Regions from separate parts of the Zea mays genome. Here region 2 is linked to region 1. A link is a contact called in public Hi-C data. All regions are on one chromosome and are shown on one strand. Each heading gives the region's core, a stretch centred on a gene start, on an enhancer-like site or on the middle of the called end of the contact. The rest is flanking DNA. Distances are from core to core; before and after follow the strand shown. Region 1 has its middle 94 kb from the start of LOC103640076. Region 2 has its middle 17 kb from the start of LOC100281484.

Region 1 (4,574 bases), core at 1,083-3,582:
GGTCTCTTTTCCTTGACTTTGATGGTGACTTCAAACATACACGTTCCCTTTGCATCCTTTGTGTAAAGGTGAAGCCTTGAAGCTTCTAGTGTTGAGAGCCAGCTAAGTAGTTCTCAAATGGAGATTGACTTTTTCTGCTGCTGAGATTGCAGGAGTTTGTTCATTCACTCTCTTATTAATCCCTGTATCCCTTAACCATGTGGAAAATTCATCTCGCATAAAGAAACGGATGAACCACCTGACCAAACGGATTTTTACCCAAATGCATGATCAACTGTTAATAAGAGTGAACTCTCAACCCTTGGCTTACCGATGGTACTGAGAGGACTTGCTCGATGTCATAAGTAGTTCAATAAGTTGGTTTTACTAACTTGTAACTGCCCAATGAACAAAGGTTGAGTTTAGAGATCGTTTTGTCGAGTTTTCTAAACTCACTTTGGTTTAACCCATCCTAAGAAAGTTCTTACAAAGATCAAGTTAAAGTCGACTGATAGTCACCTAATTATCGCTCTAGTCATGCCTCGATCGCCTCACGTGTGCTTTTCCAGCATGTGTGATCAAGTCGAGCCATGATGAGTGCTCGATAAAATGGGTTGGTTGCGAAGGCAGCATTTACAGATCCCTCCGCTGGTGATTTTTTCAAGTCTTTATCATTTTTCTTGGACTTGGATTCTCTGGCTAGCCACGAGTTAACTGTGATATTATTCGACATCCACACTCGTCTCATGTATTATGAACTTATTGTGACCACTTGTTGGTAAATCTCTTTCTGTGTGTTTTACCCAAGAGGTTGCATCTGATTCTGTTTGGGTAAAATCGCATATCTGTCGCTTGCTCAACAGACTCAGATAGTACAGTGTCATCAAAAAAGCAAATTGCACACATGGAACCTTATGTGTTCCCCTGGCAGACATCATCTCTATTGGTGGACATCTCTAAATTAGCCTAAGGCGATATGTGTTATGTCCACTAGAGAAACAACCTTCCGAGACACTCATCTTTGTTTGGAATTGTCTTATGATTATCACTGATATGGACATGGGTTACATGTTTCTCTAATCTTAAAAGTCTTTCGCTCTGAATCTCGGGACGAGATTCTTTTAAGGGGGAGGGTTGTAACACCCCAGGTGTTTATATTCTGCTCGACAACGAGTATGGATTTAATCACGTAATATCTGTGGATAAAACAGATGCTAAATTTTAATCATCTTCGCCTATCGCAATTTTAATATCGCATCTGTTTTTGTCTATTTTGACTCTTCCTAAGTCTTCGCGAAATTTGGAACGTAATTGTTCCAAAAATTTGTGAGTCATGTGCCTAATTAAAATCTATCGAGTTTGGTGTCGTTTTCATTTGATAATCTAAACAACTAAAGAGGGTTCATGAAGCTTTTGGATTATCGAATCCTCGTCGCTGGCGAATTTTGAACTGTTTGGATCACACGCGTAAGTGAATACAAAAATCAGAAGACTTCTGATTTTATGTAAAATTTGGAGCCCCGTGCTATCCGAAACGAACAATGTGCACAGCTTCTCGCCCACATGTGCGATGCGTGTCGTCGCTTCCGGAACGGATCGCACTCTCGATGCCGCATCGATATCGCACATTTATTTCGCGATATGTTGAGTCTTGTGTCCGTTTAAAATTCATCGCTCGCGCGAATACGAATTCGGAAGCTCAACCTGCTCTTGCGATTTTTATTCTGGGCAAATTAATTTGAACTCGACGACTAAAATGTTCGGGGCAAAATAATCGGAATCGCGCATTGTCCGAGAGAAATCGTGCGCGAGGTTACGATCCAATTTATCCTTCAGCACGCTGTTTTGGCGACGAAATCGCGTATACATTCGCAGATATGGTTCCGGCTAATTTCAGTCTAATCGCAGAGCAAATATCGATGCCGAAACCAGTTTATTTTGGTCTGTCGTTTCTCGCCCGGATCCAAATCTTTGGATATAAGTAACTGGTAAAAATCCCTCTGAATTCCAGAGTATCTGCTAAATTCTATCCGAATTTTATATCTAATACCGTCCTGATCCAACTTGTTTATGTCTCTTTTAACCCTGATCTCAAAATTGGGGATATTTGTATCACTTGTGTTATAAAAGAGAAAAGAAATAAAAAAAGGAAAATATCACTCCATCTCTATCCCGTGACTCTCTCTCTGTTTTTTTTTACTCCACCGCTTTGCATTTTCCTTATCCCTGTCGCGCAGATTTTTTTTGCAGCACGAAGATTTTTTTTGTTCCATCGCGCAGGGGCCCTTGGGCCTTGGCCTTCTCTTCAGGCCGCACGCTCGGCACCAGAGCAAAAAAAAATCCCGCCGCGCCCAGCTCCTGCTAGCCCATGGTGCGTAGCTCCTTCTGCTCCCTGTTCCCCAACGCGTCTTCTTCCCTAGCGCGCCGTCCCTGCTCGCCCTCTGCTCCACCGAGCTCCAGCGCCGCCGTTCTCTCTCTAGCGCCCAGCTCTGCCATGGCCGCGCCGGTTTGGAGCTTTCTGCCGCGCCCTGCTCGCCCCATGTCCGAAGGCAGCCGCTCATTCATCTCCCTCCTCGCGTCCTTGGCCTCTGCTCGGACTCGCGTCCTTGGCCTCTGCTCATTCTTCTCCCTCCTCGCGTCCGAAGGCAGCCGCTCATTCATCTGCCCCAAGCGCGAAGCTCTCTGCTCGGATTTCTTCCCTGCGTTGGTCTCTCCTCTACTCGGTCGCCATCCCTAAGCCGCGCCAAGTTTCCTGCTCCACTCCGTCACCGCTTCCTGCAGCCATGGTCGCCGTGGAGTTTCATCCCTGCGTGCAGGTCCTCTCATGGCGTCCAGCCGCTGCTCCTTGCTCGCCCGGATCTCCCTGCTTGCCCATGCCGCGCGCAGCCAAGCTAGTCCCTGCACGCAAGCTGTCTGTTGGCCGAGCTCCATCGTGTCGAATCTCCAGCTCGCCGTGGTCTACTGCTTCATCTCTTTCTCGTATCGTTCGGTCTGTGCGTCCCCTTTCCCTACTATGGTGGTGGGTCGCTGTTGCTCGGCTCCTCCGCTGATGCGCGTGATTTGCCGGCCAAGTCCCTTCACCGGTGATCTCCTCGCCGCGTGCGCTGGTCGCCTTGTGTGCTCGGCCACGGGCACTGTCGAGTCGTCGAATCCTGCCCTCCCCAACTCGACGCTCCTTACATAGCCGTCATTGTTCGTATTCAGTGGCGGAGGACGCCAGAAAATTTAGGTATTACTAACAATGAAAACTAAAAATTTATAACACTGTTTAAAACAATTTGTAGCTACAAAATAAGCCCTTCTAACATCATCTCTAAAATTAGGAGTAAAAGAATCGATTGGAATAGGAAGTCTCGGATCAAAAATAATGTGATCCGGGTTGAACTGATTTATACCTTCTACTTGATCATTAACATTTTCACCATTGACATCTTCACTATTATTCTCTTAAACTCCAACTTATATTCCGGGTCCATTACAAACTCCACTAGCGCGAGTGCTTAGTCTACTTCCACTAGCGCGAGTGCTTAGTCTACTTCCACTAGAAGCTTGACTGAAATAGCTTTTTAAATCTGTCATTTTACGAAGCATATAACATGTATTAGATAATTAGAAGACATTACAACAGCTAACATAGAATGTTCACATAATATAGAGAGATACTTTTTTGGGCCATATTCTTTGCCTTATTTTTTTTATATCCAAGACTGTTATTTAGAAATTGGAAAATCTGCACATTGAAAAATCTAATAGAATAGACACACATAATCAAATACTCACGCGTATAATCAAATAAATACTCATGCGCTACCTTTTAGGCTATCGGATGGGACAAGCAGACAAGCACTCAAACTCAAGCAGTATGTACTCAAGCAACTAATGAAGTAACGAACTAATTACTAAAGCAAGCAGGAAGCGGCCCGGGACAAATAGCCACAGCCTGCAGCCGGCCGCCGGGCTGGACATCGGACAGGCGGACAACTGGACAAGCAGGCAGAGGCAGACAGCAGCCGAGCACGCTGGCTGGCCGGGCGCCTGGGCGAGCAGCGAAACGCAGGAGCGGCCGAGCGGGACTGCCGTCTGCCGAGCAGCCGACTAAGCCGAGCAGAACGCCGTCGGAGATGAGGAGCAGGCGAGCAGCTGAGCAGGCCGTCTGCGTCTGCCGAGCGGTCGGCGGCCAACGGCCGTGCGGGTGTGGACGCGCCTGCGGCCGTGCGGGTGCGGCTCAGCGGGCAACGGATGTGTGCGGGACACGGAAAACCCTAATCTAATCTTTTAGTGGGCCGGCACAAGGTATTGCCTAGGCAATATTGAGTCATACTGGGCCTTCCGCCCCTGTTCGTATTCCTCCCAGCGCGCGCGAGCTTCACTGTTTGGTTGTCGTTGCGCAGGCTCCTTTGTTGGGCTCGCCAGCCGCTGTTGTCCTATCCACGTCAGCACACGACCGTGGTCGTGTTCGTCGAGTTCGCTAACGCTCTTTTGCCGATTCGACTATCGTCGCTGCTGCGTGCCACGCTGCATGCTCGCGTTTGCCATCGAGCTGTTGAACACGTCCTCCCTTGCTCGTGACTTCGTCGTTGCCAGAGCCCTCAGTG
Region 2 (4,574 bases), core at 1,094-3,593, 210 kb before region 1:
CGAGGGCGCGGGATTGGCTCGGGTTAGTTAAAGTCGGACCGTTGGATTCGGGTGAACGACGGGAATTGGGCGGCCTGCTCCGGCCCTTTCCTCTAGCCACTAGAGGCGGCGGCGCCCGTGTTCGCGACGGGAAGCTCGTCAGAGACGAGGGGCGCGAGCGCTCCGGGGGTCTTAGGGCTGTTGGGATGATCGGAGAAAATGGGGAGGGGTGCGGGAAATCTGATGGTGGGGGCTGAACAGAGGTAGGGGCATCAGATGGTGAGGGTTCACAGTGGGGCGGCTCGGCGGGGTGCGGGGAACTCCGACGAGCAATCGCGTAGGGCAAAGAGTAAGAGGGAAATGGAGAGGGCAAGGGAGATTCCATACCTCAATGCGAGACTCGGGATATCCACTGAGACAGCAACGGCACGACGGTGGCTTAGGTCGACGATGGCGGCTTCGGGACTGCACGTGTAACGGTGGTGAGCAAGGACAGAGCGAACCAAAGGAAGGAAGGGGAATTGGGGGCGAGTCCCGAGCGGCTAGCACCGAGGCGAAGCTCACTGTGGCAAGGGCGACGACAGAACGGCTTCGCGACAGTGGCGACACTGCTGCGTGCTAGGTGGGGAAGAATGGGCAGGGCGAGGTGTGGGGGATGCTGGGGTCTAGGGTCCTTATATGGTGGCCAGGCGAGGCATGCGAGATGGGGGGTCGTAGGGTGCGCGCGGTGGTTATCCGCACATAACGTGCGAGGCGGGCACGACCGGCGTGGCCTCTGCGGAGCAGACAGTTGAGGGGAAGAGGACGGGGCTCACAAGCGGGGTTGGCTGGTCAGAGAGAAAAGAGAGAGAGCGCGTGACCGAGGGCGGCACGCCGACAGGGTGGGCTCGCGGGGCAGAAAGAAGGGAAGGCGCGTGGCTGAGGGCTCGACTGAAGGCTCGGCTGGCTCAACTTCAAATATGCCACTAATTGAAACATATGCATGATACAAAGACAAAAGTTGGGGTTCAGTATTATGCAACATTTCATACTTTCTTAGGGTTTTGTCTATTAGAAAATAGATACATCTCCAACTAAAACAATGATTCTCTTTCTAAAGGAAAACGAAATGGATTAAGAGAGAAGAGAGAAGAGGAGTAACACTTGAATTTGTGGATAAGAGCAAAGAAATTTTATATCCCCAAATTCAGGGTGTTACATTCAGTATTTAGCCAAAAAAGCACAAATGACTGTTTAGTTTGTTACCTAACTTGCCATACTTTGTCTAACTTTTCTATCTAAACTTAGGGCCTGTTTGGTTTGATGACTAACTTGTCACACTTTGCCTAACTTTTCTGCCTAAGGTTAGTTCTTCAATTCGAACGACTAACCTTAGGCAAAGTGTGTCACGTTTAGCCACGAACCAAACAACCCCTAACTTTTCTGTCTAAGGTTAGTTCTTCACTTCACGAACTAACCTTAGACAAATCGTGACACGCTTCTTACTTTCGTGGCACTATCTCACTTGTATTTTACTTGCCCCCATGCATTGAACTCCCCGAACACTGCAAATTGGTAAGCTTTTGGCATCTGAAATGCAGTCGACTCGGTCGTCACGGGTCACGGGCACTGACAATACAGAGACACACACATGACTCTGATCCATGGCCAGGTCTGTCTCAAGTGGCGAGCACAGACAAACACTCTGATTAGACCAGCATTGATCGCATCCTCTCCTCGCCTCGCAAGCCCTACTGCCTCTCGTTCCCAATTAAATCCACTTGCAAATTCTTCCTGCCTGCTACTACACCAACTCTTGTTTGCTTTTGCTTCTCCTTCAGTGGAGCACTATACTGCTGTCAACTGTCGAGTCAAAAGTCAGAGATAAGGACAAGTCAACGAGAATCATATATATATATACTCTGGTACCTCTTTATACATATAATTTACTGAGTTTATCGAGTAGAGAGATTTGAAAGCAACTGTCTGTCTGGCGGCCGAGGCTTTATTGTGGCTTACGTTGGAACGAGGCTAGAAGTTGTTCTAGACGATCAATTATTATAGTACATATATTAGACAACTATTTTGGCTACGAATCGCAGGCAGGAACAGGCTGCCAGGCACGCACGCATGCGGGCCAAGTGGCCAACCAAGCCAAGGACTGCCAAATGGAAATGGGTGATGGGTGGTGCTTGCGTTGCGGGCGGCTGCCAACTCGGAGACGATTTTGTTGACCGGCCAGACCAGCCTAGGCCTCTTGTCTCTCTCTCTCTCTTTTGCAACTTGCAGATGTGCGAGTGCGATCCATGCATCACGAGGCGGCCGGCCACCACAATGAATTAAAACGAGCGCACACGGCACACATACATACATTGATACATGCAATGGGATGGAAGTGACCTCTCACTGCCTCGCCGCCCACTTTACTTGCACGTTCTTGTTCAGACCCCTGTCTCTTGGTTCGGGCACATTTCGTAGGCCCAATCGTCCTTTTTTATATTCCAGCATGAACCATACATAGTCTTTGTGTCTCCTCCGTTCTAAAACGGAGGTTAGTCATGTCTTTATTTTAGCCCGAGATAAGCATCTCTAATTCTGATAAGGTATATAAAGATTTATTAATATCTATCTATACTTATGGGTGACAACGTGCTCTAAATTTTACACTATAAAATTTAAGGACCGGATCGGATTATATTGAATTAGGGTCCAACTCTATTTATATTCATTTTTGAACTAAAATTTATTTATGACCCTATAAATTTGTGAAGTAACATTTAAATCACGATCCATTATCACTCCTATCTATAGTACCAAATTAAACAAACAAGTTGTTATTTCAGTAAGACAATAACTGCCTCAACTTAATTATCTTTCAAATCGGTCAACCCGGCGAAGCCGCTTTCTACCTTTTGCGGAAGATTACATTGGAAAAAAAAAGATGCTTTCGCCACCACTCTTAAAAAAGAAAATAAGTATACACGCACGCACTGATTCATATGTGACTGATGTTCGCCGAAAACGTTGACAATCAAACAAACTCAGAGTAATGAAACCACACATTGAAACAAGATAACTATATATAACTATAACTATAACTATATATATATATATATATATATATATATATATATATATATATATATATATATATATATATATATATATATATATATATATATATATATATATATATATATATATATAGTATTTAGAGCCCCGGGCTCTGTTTAACTATAGGAAGTTCCAACCACGTATCGATCAGGTGTGCAGACCGCACCAAACCCTTTTTGGCTTATTATACCTAACTGCTTACGACAAATTATAATATGAGTTATGCTGATGTGGGTAACAATTTATGCAAATATATGGGCCATCACGTAGATTTCGTCCCGCATATTACGTGCATAGGGCCCACGATCCCACCCACGCGCTCGCAGTTATCCAGTCCCACGTCGCCACTATAAAAATACCCCCACGCCGCCAGGGATTAGGTTTTAGCGGCGGCGGCGGTTCCCTCGGGCGTACGAGCGCCGGTGATCCTAGGGGCCAGCAGCGATGCCGCCCCGAGGCAGGCGACCGACGGCGGCGCTCCACTAGGAACGAGCGACAGCGACGCTCCCGAGGCGGGCGCGCAAGTGGCGACGGCATTCTCGAAGCGGACGGCGACATCGCACCCTAGGCCCGATGGCAACAACGTTTGTCCTGTCCGTCTCTGCGATGGCCACCGCCGCTGCCGCTCCAGCGTCTGTGACGCCGTCTCCTGCGCCAAAGGCCAACAACAGCAGGAAGCCGGTGGTGCCTGGGATGACTGGGTACAAGCTGCTCAAGCGCGTCAAGAAGTCGGCGGCGCTCAGGGACATCCTCGTCGTCATCATGTTGTCGGAGAACGTGCCCACCTGCATCACTCGCTGCCTGGAGGAGTTCGACCCGCGCCTCGCCGTAATTTAGGCCCTATTCGTCGTTACGAAATAAATTGATGATGTACGCTAAAATTTGTACTCATTTACGTTGTTTTGGTTAACGTTTTACGTTGAAATTTGATCGAGCCAGAATCCGTGCACGATCGAACGTGCGCAATTTTCACGCCGTAATTTTCGGGCCCCATTCGCTGTTACGAAACAGGTCTATAATTTACGTAAATTTCGTATTCATTTACGCTATTTTGGTTCACGTTTTATGGTTAAATCCACCCGAGCCAGAACCCTAGCACGATCGACTGCACGCGATTTTCACGCCGTAATTTTGGGCCCCGTTTGCTGTTACAAAATAGATATTGGATTTACGCTAAATTTCGTATTCATTTACGTTGTTTTAGCTCGCGTTTTACTCTGGAATCCGCCCGAGCTAGAACCCGCGCACGATCGGCTGCACGCGATTTTCACGTCGTAATTTTGGGCTTCATTTGCTGTTACAAAACAAATATATGATTTACGCTAAATTTCGTACTCATTTATGCTTTTTTAGCTCACGTTTTACGTTGGAATCGACCCGAGCCAGGACCCGCACACGATCAGCTGCACGCGATTTTCACGCCATAATTTTAGGCTCCGTATGCTATTACAAAACAGATATAGGATTTACGCTAAATTTCATACTTGTTTACGCTGTTTTAG

The links. A called contact is a pair of places that touch in the nucleus more often than the background predicts.
Region 2: a contact with region 1 is called in a Hi-C map of bundle sheath, with 2.1 times the contacts expected there. The contact joins two enhancer-like sites. A contact is called at or near these places in 5 of 25 Hi-C or Micro-C datasets (bundle sheath, ear, leaf and 2 more).

Annotation. Positions count from the first base shown.
Region 1 is chr1:159,963,944-159,968,517 of Zm-B73-REFERENCE-NAM-5.0, reverse strand. No RefSeq gene overlaps it. Among protein-coding and RNA genes, the nearest start is that of LOC103640076, 94 kb to the right of the region's middle. Within about 2 kb of position 2,332, at least 11 of the 20 cell types and tissues checked have an H3K27ac peak or open chromatin away from gene starts, as enhancers often do. A contact at or near this core is called in bundle sheath, ear, leaf and 1 more, where this site is marked.
Region 2 is chr1:160,178,505-160,183,078 of Zm-B73-REFERENCE-NAM-5.0, reverse strand. No RefSeq gene overlaps it. Among protein-coding and RNA genes, the nearest start is that of LOC100281484, 17 kb to the left of the region's middle. Within about 2 kb of position 2,343, at least 15 of the 20 cell types and tissues checked have an H3K27ac peak or open chromatin away from gene starts, as enhancers often do. A contact at or near this core is called in bundle sheath, ear, leaf and 1 more, where this site is marked.